Linked DNA regions of Mus musculus: region 2 is linked to region 1. The links are chromatin contacts, called in public HiChIP or PLAC-seq maps. All regions are on one chromosome and are shown on one strand. The core of a region is the stretch at or near the end of the contact, and the rest is flanking DNA. Distances in the headings are between cores, read along the strand shown. Region 1 overlaps Cfdp1 (craniofacial development protein 1). Region 2 overlaps Tmem231 (transmembrane protein 231).

What was found. HiChIP or PLAC-seq counts read pairs in DNA pulled down with a chosen protein or histone mark.
Region 2: an H3K27ac HiChIP or PLAC-seq map of embryonic stem cells shows a contact between it and region 1, with 5 read pairs. The contact joins two enhancer-like sites. A contact is called at or near these places in 1 of 115 datasets of contacts at active chromatin or transcription factors (embryonic stem cells) and 2 of 9 other capture datasets (adipose tissue and liver).

What each region holds. Positions count from the first base shown.
Region 1 is chr8:111,787,452-111,792,145 of GRCm38.p6, forward strand. The region is part of intron 5 of Cfdp1 (craniofacial development protein 1); the gene reads right to left. Among named protein-coding and RNA genes, the nearest start is that of Gm39252, 35 kb to the left of the region's middle. Within about 2 kb of position 2,375, at least 21 of the 459 cell types and tissues checked have an H3K27ac peak or open chromatin away from gene starts, as enhancers often do. A contact at or near this core is called in embryonic stem cells, where this site is marked.
Region 2 is chr8:111,918,336-111,923,029 of GRCm38.p6, forward strand. It overlaps Tmem231 (transmembrane protein 231), which reads right to left. Exons shown (of 7, transcript NM_001033321.2): 3 at 493-621; 4 at 1-99. The region is part of intron 1 of Gm36531 (a long non-coding RNA gene); the gene reads left to right. Among named protein-coding and RNA genes, the nearest start is that of Gm36531, 6.6 kb to the left of the region's middle. Within about 2 kb of position 2,841, at least 3 of the 459 cell types and tissues checked have an H3K27ac peak or open chromatin away from gene starts, as enhancers often do. A contact at or near this core is called in embryonic stem cells, where this site is marked.

The DNA.
Region 1 (4,694 bases), core at 1,125-3,624:
AGTAAGAAAGGAGAGACGCAGTGAGGTCTTTCAGAGGAGACATTCAGTTTAATGGGAAGAGGATTATGCATGGGGGGGGGGGGTTGTCCCTGAGGTGCACACCACCGCTGCCCTCATTTGTATTATCACATTAAACTGGACAATGACTTGCCGACCAACACAACAGACACCAGTTTCACTTCTGAGATGGAATTTTAAACAAATTATTAAAGGCAGCTTCTAAGAAAGACCATGATGACATTTTGCTTTCTGCACAGCCCTGGGAGCTCAGTGGAGGGAGACACAGCTCATTTTCCAGATACTGATTCCATATGGGCTGCCAGCCGATCCGAGCAACAAAGCTAAGGAGCCCAGGCAGCCCAGACTCTGGCGTTTAAAAGGCAATGATCTCTCAAGGAGAACAGTGCCTAGCTTTCTGCTGTGACCCTGCCAAGCCCATGAAGGTCAGGCATGTGCTGGTCTGAGGGACAGAGCTATAGACTCACACAATCATTATTCCTGTTAGGACCACATGGCTGAACCCACCTCTCTAAACTAGCCAGGGTGAGAGGTACAACAGAAGACCTATGTGTCTCAATGGTGGGTTGTTTGCCTGTCTGCTTACTGAGGACTCGGCATACTTCCTAAGCTCCGGTGCTCTGCTTTTTCCACAACTTTCAGCATCCCTTCCTCCCCCAACTCTGTCTCCTTACAACAAACTAACCCCGAGGAGGCTGAAGATACAGCTCAACTGATACAGCACTTGCCTAGAATGCAGAAAGCCCTGGGTTTAACTTCCAGTATCAAGTAAGCCAAGCATGCTGGCCGGCTCATGCCTATAATCTTAGCACTCGGGAAGTGGATGCAGAAAGACCAGAAGTTCAAGGTTATCTTCAGCTACAGAGTCTGAGCTCAGCATGGGATACATGAGACCTGTCTCAAAGCAAACAGAACACTGAACAACCAACCCCTGGCCAATATTTTAAAAGAGAGGCTTAGTGGTGTGCGCCCACAGTTCAGGGCTTAGGATGCTGAGGTGAGCGAGGAGCAGCTTTACCCATCTATAAAGGCAGCCAGCTTGAGGCAGCCTAAACTGTAGTATCCTCAGAAAAAAACATGAAAAACCTAGATGTCAACATAAGATAAATTTAAAATTCATAGGCATCTCTAAGGCTGAGGTCATGTTTAAATGTCAGGACACGAGGTGGTCTCCCTCAGTGCGGAAACAATCCCTTCAGTTCCATACCACAGACACCTCATTTAAAACAGGCCAGCCTGCCCCTTATTAGGAACAGGAGGCACACTAACCGCATGGCACTGCATGAAACACATATGACCTAACTCAAATACACTTTGCAGACATTTCCCCAAATCTTTGCTAGACTCCCCCAACCCCCCCTTACCCTCCCCCTCTCTCTTTTTTTCTTCCTTCCTTCCTTCCTTCCTTCCTTCCTTCCTTCCTTTCTTTTTCTTCCTTCCTTCCTTTTCTTTTCTTTCTTTCTTTTTTTTTTGGAGACAGGGCTTCTCTGTGTAGCCTTGACTGTCCTGGAACTTGCTCTGTAGGCCAGGTTGCTCTTGAGCTCACAGAAATCACCCGGTTCTGCATCCAGAGGGCTTGGATTTAAGGTGTGAACTACTACCACACAGTCCTTTTATTAGACGAGGAAGTGCCTGGCCCTCCTCCTATGGGGGCCCAACTCTGAAATCCCTTTTGCCAGCACCTACAACATGCCTTGCTTACTCATTGCTACTAGAGTAGTGAATATATTTGAGAAGCCACAATCCTGCTAAAACCTAGTTGAAAACTGTAATGTAGTTCACCTCAACCTATCCTTCTACCTCCCAGGGCAGCTCCCAGGTCTCCTCAGAAAGCCAAAAGTTCCATCAACAGCTTTTGCTTTGTCATGCCATCCCTGCTAATCCTGAATTTAAGGGATCCCCGAGAAGCAAAGATCTATTATGCAAGTGACTCCAGGAAGGTAGTTGGGATTCCAAGGCACTCAGCTAAGGAAATGCAAAGGATTTGAAACAAAGAAATAATCTCATGGAATTTGGTTCTGGCGGAGAAAACTCTTCCTCTCCCTCACTGCCCTTTTTCTCTCCCTTCCCCTTTGTCGGATGCAGGAACGGTTTTCATAGATGATAGCTACAGTCAGGCCATCTGTAAACCACAACATTGCTTCTTTAATGAATGGAAGATAGTTTACTCATTGCATCAGTGACCCCCTCCCCCAAATTCCCATCTTTAAAGCAAGAGAAAATGATTAAACACAGCCTCTGACCAATCATTAGATGTTAAAGCAGCTTTCTCTTATACAAATTAGATGGTTCTCTGAGGCTCTGTTACAAATCCTATGCCCTGAATGATGGTTCCATTTGCATCTAGACACCTCAGGGCATCTGCTTTAGTATTCATGGTCATCTCCAAAGGTGTTGACAATCACAGGCTGTCACTGGCTGGCAGGTCTTGAAACAAAGCTAGCAGACCCACCAGACAACTAAGTCAACTAAGAGGCTGCTATAAAAATTCAAGTGTGATTAGCCCTGCAGTGGCAGCACATGCCTTGTGGATCTCTGAGTTCAAGGCCAGTCTGGTCTACAGAGCAAGCTCCAGGACAGCCAGGGCTACACAGAGAAACCCTGTCTTGCAAACAAACAAAAAAGCAAAAAGGAGAACAGAGCATTCAGTTTTCCAGTTGTCCCCATGAACCTGTCACCTGCTCTGGGAACGTGGCATCATACCCCCTTAGTGAGTGGGGCTCTCATGGCTTCTCACTACAAAGCTTCAGTGCACCTAGAAGGTGACTATGGCTGCTTCCCTTTCCTGGGGGCCAGTGGTTCTGTGCTACCTGCTTTCCCTGGCACCATGAGGCTGGGTAGTAACTCCGCGAGGATCACCTGGGCGAGCGCCATCGATGGATGTTCTCACAGTCCAGACAGGAAAAAGCCTGAGCATGGCCACTGACACAGTGATCTGAATGACACAGCTAAACATGGGCACTCATGAAAACCAGAACCCAACCCAAACGTAGCTTCGATAACTCTGAACAAAGTTCTCCCGGGAATAAAAATGATGGCAAGCATCCAAATATAAACTACTATCCTTATGCTATGAAGCCATGGCAGGAAATCTGATGACCAGCCAATTCCTTTTGTTTTGTTTTTTTTAAGATGTATTTATTTTATATATGTGAGTACACTGTTGCAGAGTTCAGATGCATCAGATCCCACTACAGGTGGTTGTGAGCCACCATGTGGTTGCTGGGATTTGAACGCAGGACCTCTGGAAGAACAGTCAGTGCTCTTAACCACTGAGCCATCTCCCCAGCCTCCAGCCATTCTTATTCTCAGAGAATACTTTAGAGTCCACCCACTTAGGGCATACAATTCAATGTGATTTTTTTGGGAGAGTAGATGGGAGAGAGGTTCAAGATGTGGTGTACCTACGTAGCCCCAGTTGTCCTCGAACTCAGAGATCTGTCTGCCTTCCAAGTACTGGGATTAAAGGAGTGCACCACCGTGGTCAGTACAATGCTTTTTTTGGGTGGGGTGGAGTGGGAGTGGGGAGGGGTCTGAGACAGTGCTGCCTTTAATCCCAGCTCTTGGGAGGCAGAGGCAGGAGGATTTCTGAGTTGGAGGCCAGCTTGGTCTACAGAGTGAGTTCCAGACAGCTAGGGCTACACAGAGAAACCCTGTTTCAAAAAAAAAAAAAAAAAAAAAAAAAAACAACAGAAAAAGAATCATATCAAAAAAAAAAAAAAAAAAAAGAAGAATCATACCCAGATTAAAGGTGTGCAAGAACGACTCTATCGTCTGAGAGCTCCTGTCCTAAGAGCTGTCACACTTGGGGAGAGCTCTGCTCTCCTGAACCACTGCCACCACACTCCTCACCTGCTAGTTTGCCTCTTGTTGGCCCAGCCCAACCCAACCTGACTCAGTGCAGGGTGGCATGGGGTAACTGGGATGGCATGGCAGTGAAAACGACTTCCTGCTCACACTCGCCCCACTTTGCCGAACTCTCGCACCAGGCCTGGACAGAGATCTCCGTGGAAAGTCTCTGGTACACAGGCCTACACACAATGGTTTTTAATATATTATCATAATCAAATTTTAGAATGCAATGTCATCACCACAAAAGTTCTCATGGTGAGCATGGATAGGATGGCACAATACCTGAGGACTATTTGTGTAGTTCTAGGTGTTATCAGTACTACCTTGGATCTATACTTAAAACACTTGTTACTATGGCTTCGAAGCTAAGGAAGAGAATTGTTTACTCTATCCCGTAATTACTATACATTTATTTGTACTCTGGATAAGTTAACTTTTTTGAATCTCTAGTAACCAAATAGTAAAATGAGAGTAATAATAACTACATTGAAGGATGACAATTAACCCAGAGATACAACACTGATAAACCCTTATCTATGGGATGCCGTAGCTGAGCCAAACCCTGGACAGAGTTCTTCTCCTTTAACTCAGTCATAGAGGCAAATATGCAAACAAGCAGTCGCTTTCTTAAAAAACTGAGCACAGGAAGTGCAGCTGAGCAAGTCAGGGATGGAAGAGACAAGGAAGGCAGGCTGTGGAGAAGCAGCAGCAGTCTCATTAGAAGGGCAAGAAGAAATGTGCTAGAGGCAGCAGAAGGACCAAGGTCAACACATCTGAGGTGGCTGAGAACTGGTTGCATCACAACGCTCAGTACACTACTCCAG
Region 2 (4,694 bases), core at 1,591-4,090, 130 kb after region 1:
TTGCAGCCTCAGGTCGCCATTCACATATAACTGTGACCCAGGGACAGCAAAGGAGGACTGGAGAAAGGCCATGCTCTGCATCTCGAATGTTGACATCCTCTAAAATCATTAGGGAGAGAGATGATGACATTGTCAGGTCTGAAGAGCCTGGGGGTCCACAACTCACTTGTCAGCAGCTGAAGATGATAGGCCCGGCATGAGTGTGTTAGCCCACTCAGGAACTTTCTGCCCAGAAAGGCCTATTACTTTGAATACTCAATTTGTCTATGTTAAGTTCCTAGTCACTTTCCATAGAAGAGCCATCTGCAGTGTGGCTCTCCCTAGGGAGAAGGAGGAGGAGAAGGAGAGATGACTCAGAGGTTAAGAGCACTGACTGCTCTTGCAGAGGTCCTGAGTTCAATTCCCAGCAACCACATGGTGGCTCACATCCATCTATAATGAGATCTGGTGCCCTCTTCTGACATGCAGACATATATGTGAGGACAGACTCACGTGCAGTTGGTAGGAGAAGGTCAGGATTAGCTGCACACCGAGGACATGCTCTGTGGGTTGCAGGGGAAGTTCAAGTTTAAAGTACAGCACATCCATTTTTCCATCCTGGTTCCGGTCTTCTTCTCTGGACTACAAAAGAAGAGATTTACTTTCTTAGAGAATTGTTATAGCTGGACAGTGGTGGCACACACATCTTTAATCCCAGCATTTGGGAGGCAGAGACAAGCAGATCTGAGTTCAAGGCCAGCCTGGTCTACAAAGTGAGCCAGTGCTATACAGAGAAACCCTGTCTTGGAAAACCAAAAACCAACCAACCAACCAACCAACAAACAAACAACAACAACAAAAAGAAAGAAAGAAAAGAAAAAGAAAAAGAAGGGCTAGAGAGACGTCTCAGTGGTTAAGACCACTGACTGCTCTTCTGGAGGTCCTGAGTCCAATTCCCAGCAACCACATGGTGGCTCACAACCATCTGTAATGGGATCCGATGCCCTCTTCTGGTGTGTCTGAAGAGAGCTACATTGTACTCACATACATGAAATAAATAAAAACAAACAAACAAAACCAAACACCTACATACAACCCCCCCAAAAAAACCAAACAAAATCAGTTATTTATTTTAGTTATATGTGTGGGTGGGTGGGTGGGTGGGTGGGGACTATGCAAGCCAGAAGACGCTGTTAGATGCCCTGGGGCTCAAGGTATAGGTGACTATGAGCTGCCTGAGGAAGGTGAAAACTTTGGGTCCTCTGTAAGGACAGATTTGAGCCCTGTCTCCAGCCCCTAGAGAGGAGTTTCTTTTTCCTCTCCCTCCTTGCTCTTATTCCTGTTGTTCTTTGTTTAGGGAGCTAGGGATTGGCTAGGGTCTCTTACACACTAGACTAGAGCTGACCACTGTGTGCTAGCTCCATCTCCAAGTCAGTCTGTCCAAATGGAAAGAGCAGGGCTGGAGAGCTGGCTCGGCCATTAAGAGGTCCCAGAGTTCAATTCCCAGCAACCACAAGGTGGCTCACTACCATCTGTGATGGGATCTGATGCCCTCTTCTGGCACACAGGTGTACATGCAGATGGAGCACGCACACAAAATAAATAAGTAAACCTTAAAAAAAAAAAAAATAGAAAAAACCCCCCAAAGTCTAACTCTAATCATCATGTGTTTACCAAGCAAGTGCTATTCAATCCACCAAGCTCTATTTATACATTTTGTTAAGATTTATTTTTATGTGTATAAATGTTTGCATGCACATATGTCTGTGCACTGAATGCATGCCTGCTATACACAGAGGTCAGAAGGGTTCTGGAAGAGGCCCTGAAAGTGTTGTTGCAGATGGCTGTGAGCTATCATGTGGGTGCTGGAAACTACACTCAGGTCCTCTGCAGAAGCAAGATCAGCCAGTGCTCTTAACCACTGAGCCGTTATGTGTAGCCCCTATTTGCACATCCTAAATCTCGAGTGACTTTGCTTCAGATACTTAAGGTTGGTTGGTTGGACTATCTGTCTCATTACTCGTGTCGAAGCATCAATCAATAAAATACAAAAAGGAAACTAAGATCAACAAGATACCAAGACCACAAATATTTGACAAAAATCAGAGAAGGGCATAAGAAAAGTCACAGCCCATAAATCGTATGTGGGCGGTTAAAAGTAGATCAGTAGGTGGTCCCCACAGTCTCAGCTGTGACACAGTGACCTGACAGTGGTCAGCAGGAGGGACGGAACTGAAATGTGACCCCTCCGCCAGGCCTTGACACACATCAATGCCTCTATGCTAAGCTCATTCACATTGCCCTCCCATATACACCTCTCTGCAACCAAGAGTTTTTGTTTCTCAAATGAGCAAGGTTGGAGCCAAGCTAGGTGCCTTTGGAGCCTTTAAGTGATTTCTTTCCTTCGAGACAGCAATGTCCTTGTCTTAGGCTCCTTGTCATCTACTGTCCTTCCTCCACTGGCTACTTCTCTCCTTGTCCTTGATTATCAGCTTTCTGGGGGAGGAGGGAACTCTGTTAGCAGGGTGGCTGATAGAGTCACAGAGCCACTTATGTATCAGTTAGTATGAATGGGATGGGAAAGTGGCTGCCTGGCCTTCTGTGATTTAGCGTCCGTTGCTGTTAGGAAGACTGCTCTGTTGCTGTGAAGAGGCAACATGGCCACTGCTGTTCAGTGGTTTAGTCCATTATCATGGTGGAAAGCATGGCAGCATGCAATCAGACCTGGTGCTGGAGGGTTCTATGTCCAGATCGTCAGGCAGCAGAAAGAGATGAAACTCTGGGTCTGGCTTGAGTTTCTGAGATCTCAAAGCCCACCCTCCACGGGACACACTTCCTCCAGTGAGGCCACACCCGCTCCAATAAGGCCACACCCCCTAACAGTGCTACTTCCTATGGGCCTGCAGGAACCATTTATATTCAGACTACCACAACTACCTTCTGGACCTTTGGGCCATCAGGAAAATAAAGTCGAATAAACAATTCTCTGTTTACAAGAGGGGAGGGGCCAGGAGAGACTTGCTAGGAGGATAGGGACCCCTCCAAAGGGATGTGATAGGGAGAGGAAATCATTTCACTCACTCGACTTTTACAATTTGCATCAAGCCTCAGACAGATCAAGTGCTATCCACAGTACAGAAGAGAAAAATCTAGATACAGGAAGTCAGAATTTAAGACTGGGTATTTTACTGTGGTGTTTCAGCTTTTTGACTAATCAAGTGGAGATTAGGTGTTTTTACCTTAAATTTCTTTTAGTATTAACTAAACTGTTCAGATAAAAGAAAAAAAGATTAAAAAATAAAAATAAAGCAAACAGACAGACAGTAGCCAAGAATGGTGGGGCACACCAAAATCTCAACACTTAGGAGGCAGCCGAGGCAGAAGGAACATTACAAAATCGGGGCCAGCCTAGGCTACGTAGAATACAAGGCCTGCCCAGACTACAGAGTGAAACCCTGTCTCAAAAAAAAAAAAAAAAAAAAAAAAAAAAAAAAAGAACTGGGCACGGAAGGAGGAGACAGAAGGACCAAGAGTTTACGTCATCCTCAGCTACATTCCAAGTTTGAGGCCAGCCTGGGCTATACTACACCATCTTAAAAAACTAATAATGAGGGGATGTTACCTGAGACTTTCAAGAAGAAAAACAAGGCCACCATTGAGTAAAGCAAGCTGTATTTTGGGATGCACCTGTGACCAACTGCTTCTCCCTAAGCTGGGGTTTTGGAAAGCCACCCCTTTTGGCCTCTTGAGGTCTCTTTTATTTGAGTGATAAAGTGTGAGAGGCAGGGTATTGGCTGTTATACAGTCTCAGAAAAATATGAGTGGAGAAGGGGATGGGATAGGGTGTCACTTGCCCTCAATCCTAGCAATCAGCAAGCAGAGGCAGGCAGATCTCTGAGTTCAAGGCCAGCCTGGCCTACAGAGGGAGTTCTAGGACAGCCAAGGCTATACAGAGAAACCCCCGTCTCGGGGGAAAAAAAAAATCAACCAACGAACTAATCAATCAAATAAACAGTGAAAGGGAGTAAGGCAAGGATAGACTCATCATGCAAATGAGGTCACACACTTAATGTAGGGCGAAAAGCATGCTTTACAATTTACATCAGATCTAAGAAACAGCAAATTATTATTATTGTTGTTGTTGTTTGTTTGTTTGTTTGTTTGTTTTTTCGAGACAGGGTTTCTCTGTGTAGCCCTGGCTGTCCTGGAACTCACTTTGTAGACCAGGCTGGCCTCGAACTCAGAAATTCGCCTGCCTCTGCCTCCCGAGGGTTGGGATTACAGGCGTGCGCCATCACTGCCTGGCCAGGAACTTATTTTTAGTTATGCATAGAAACATTAACTTGCACAGGACAAACAGGAACCTTAATGTGCACAGGAACTTATTCTTCAGGGTCTTTTCTGCAAACAGTAACCGTAACCTGAAAGTTAGTAGTATATCACTCCTGTTTTAGTCTTACAGGAGGTGGAGAGCTCGTTCATCGGTTAAGAGCACTGTGTGCTGCACTTCCAGGGGACCAGAGTTCGGTTCTCAGTACTCACAATGGCTGCCTTACAACCAGCTGAAGCTCTAGGTCCAGGGAATCCCAGTGCCCTGCTCCCCACAGAAACTTAAGTGTACACATATCCACATAGGTGTACATACACATAGAAATATATGCACAACACACATAAATCAAAATACTAGAACTAATCTTAAACCAATAAAATAACAA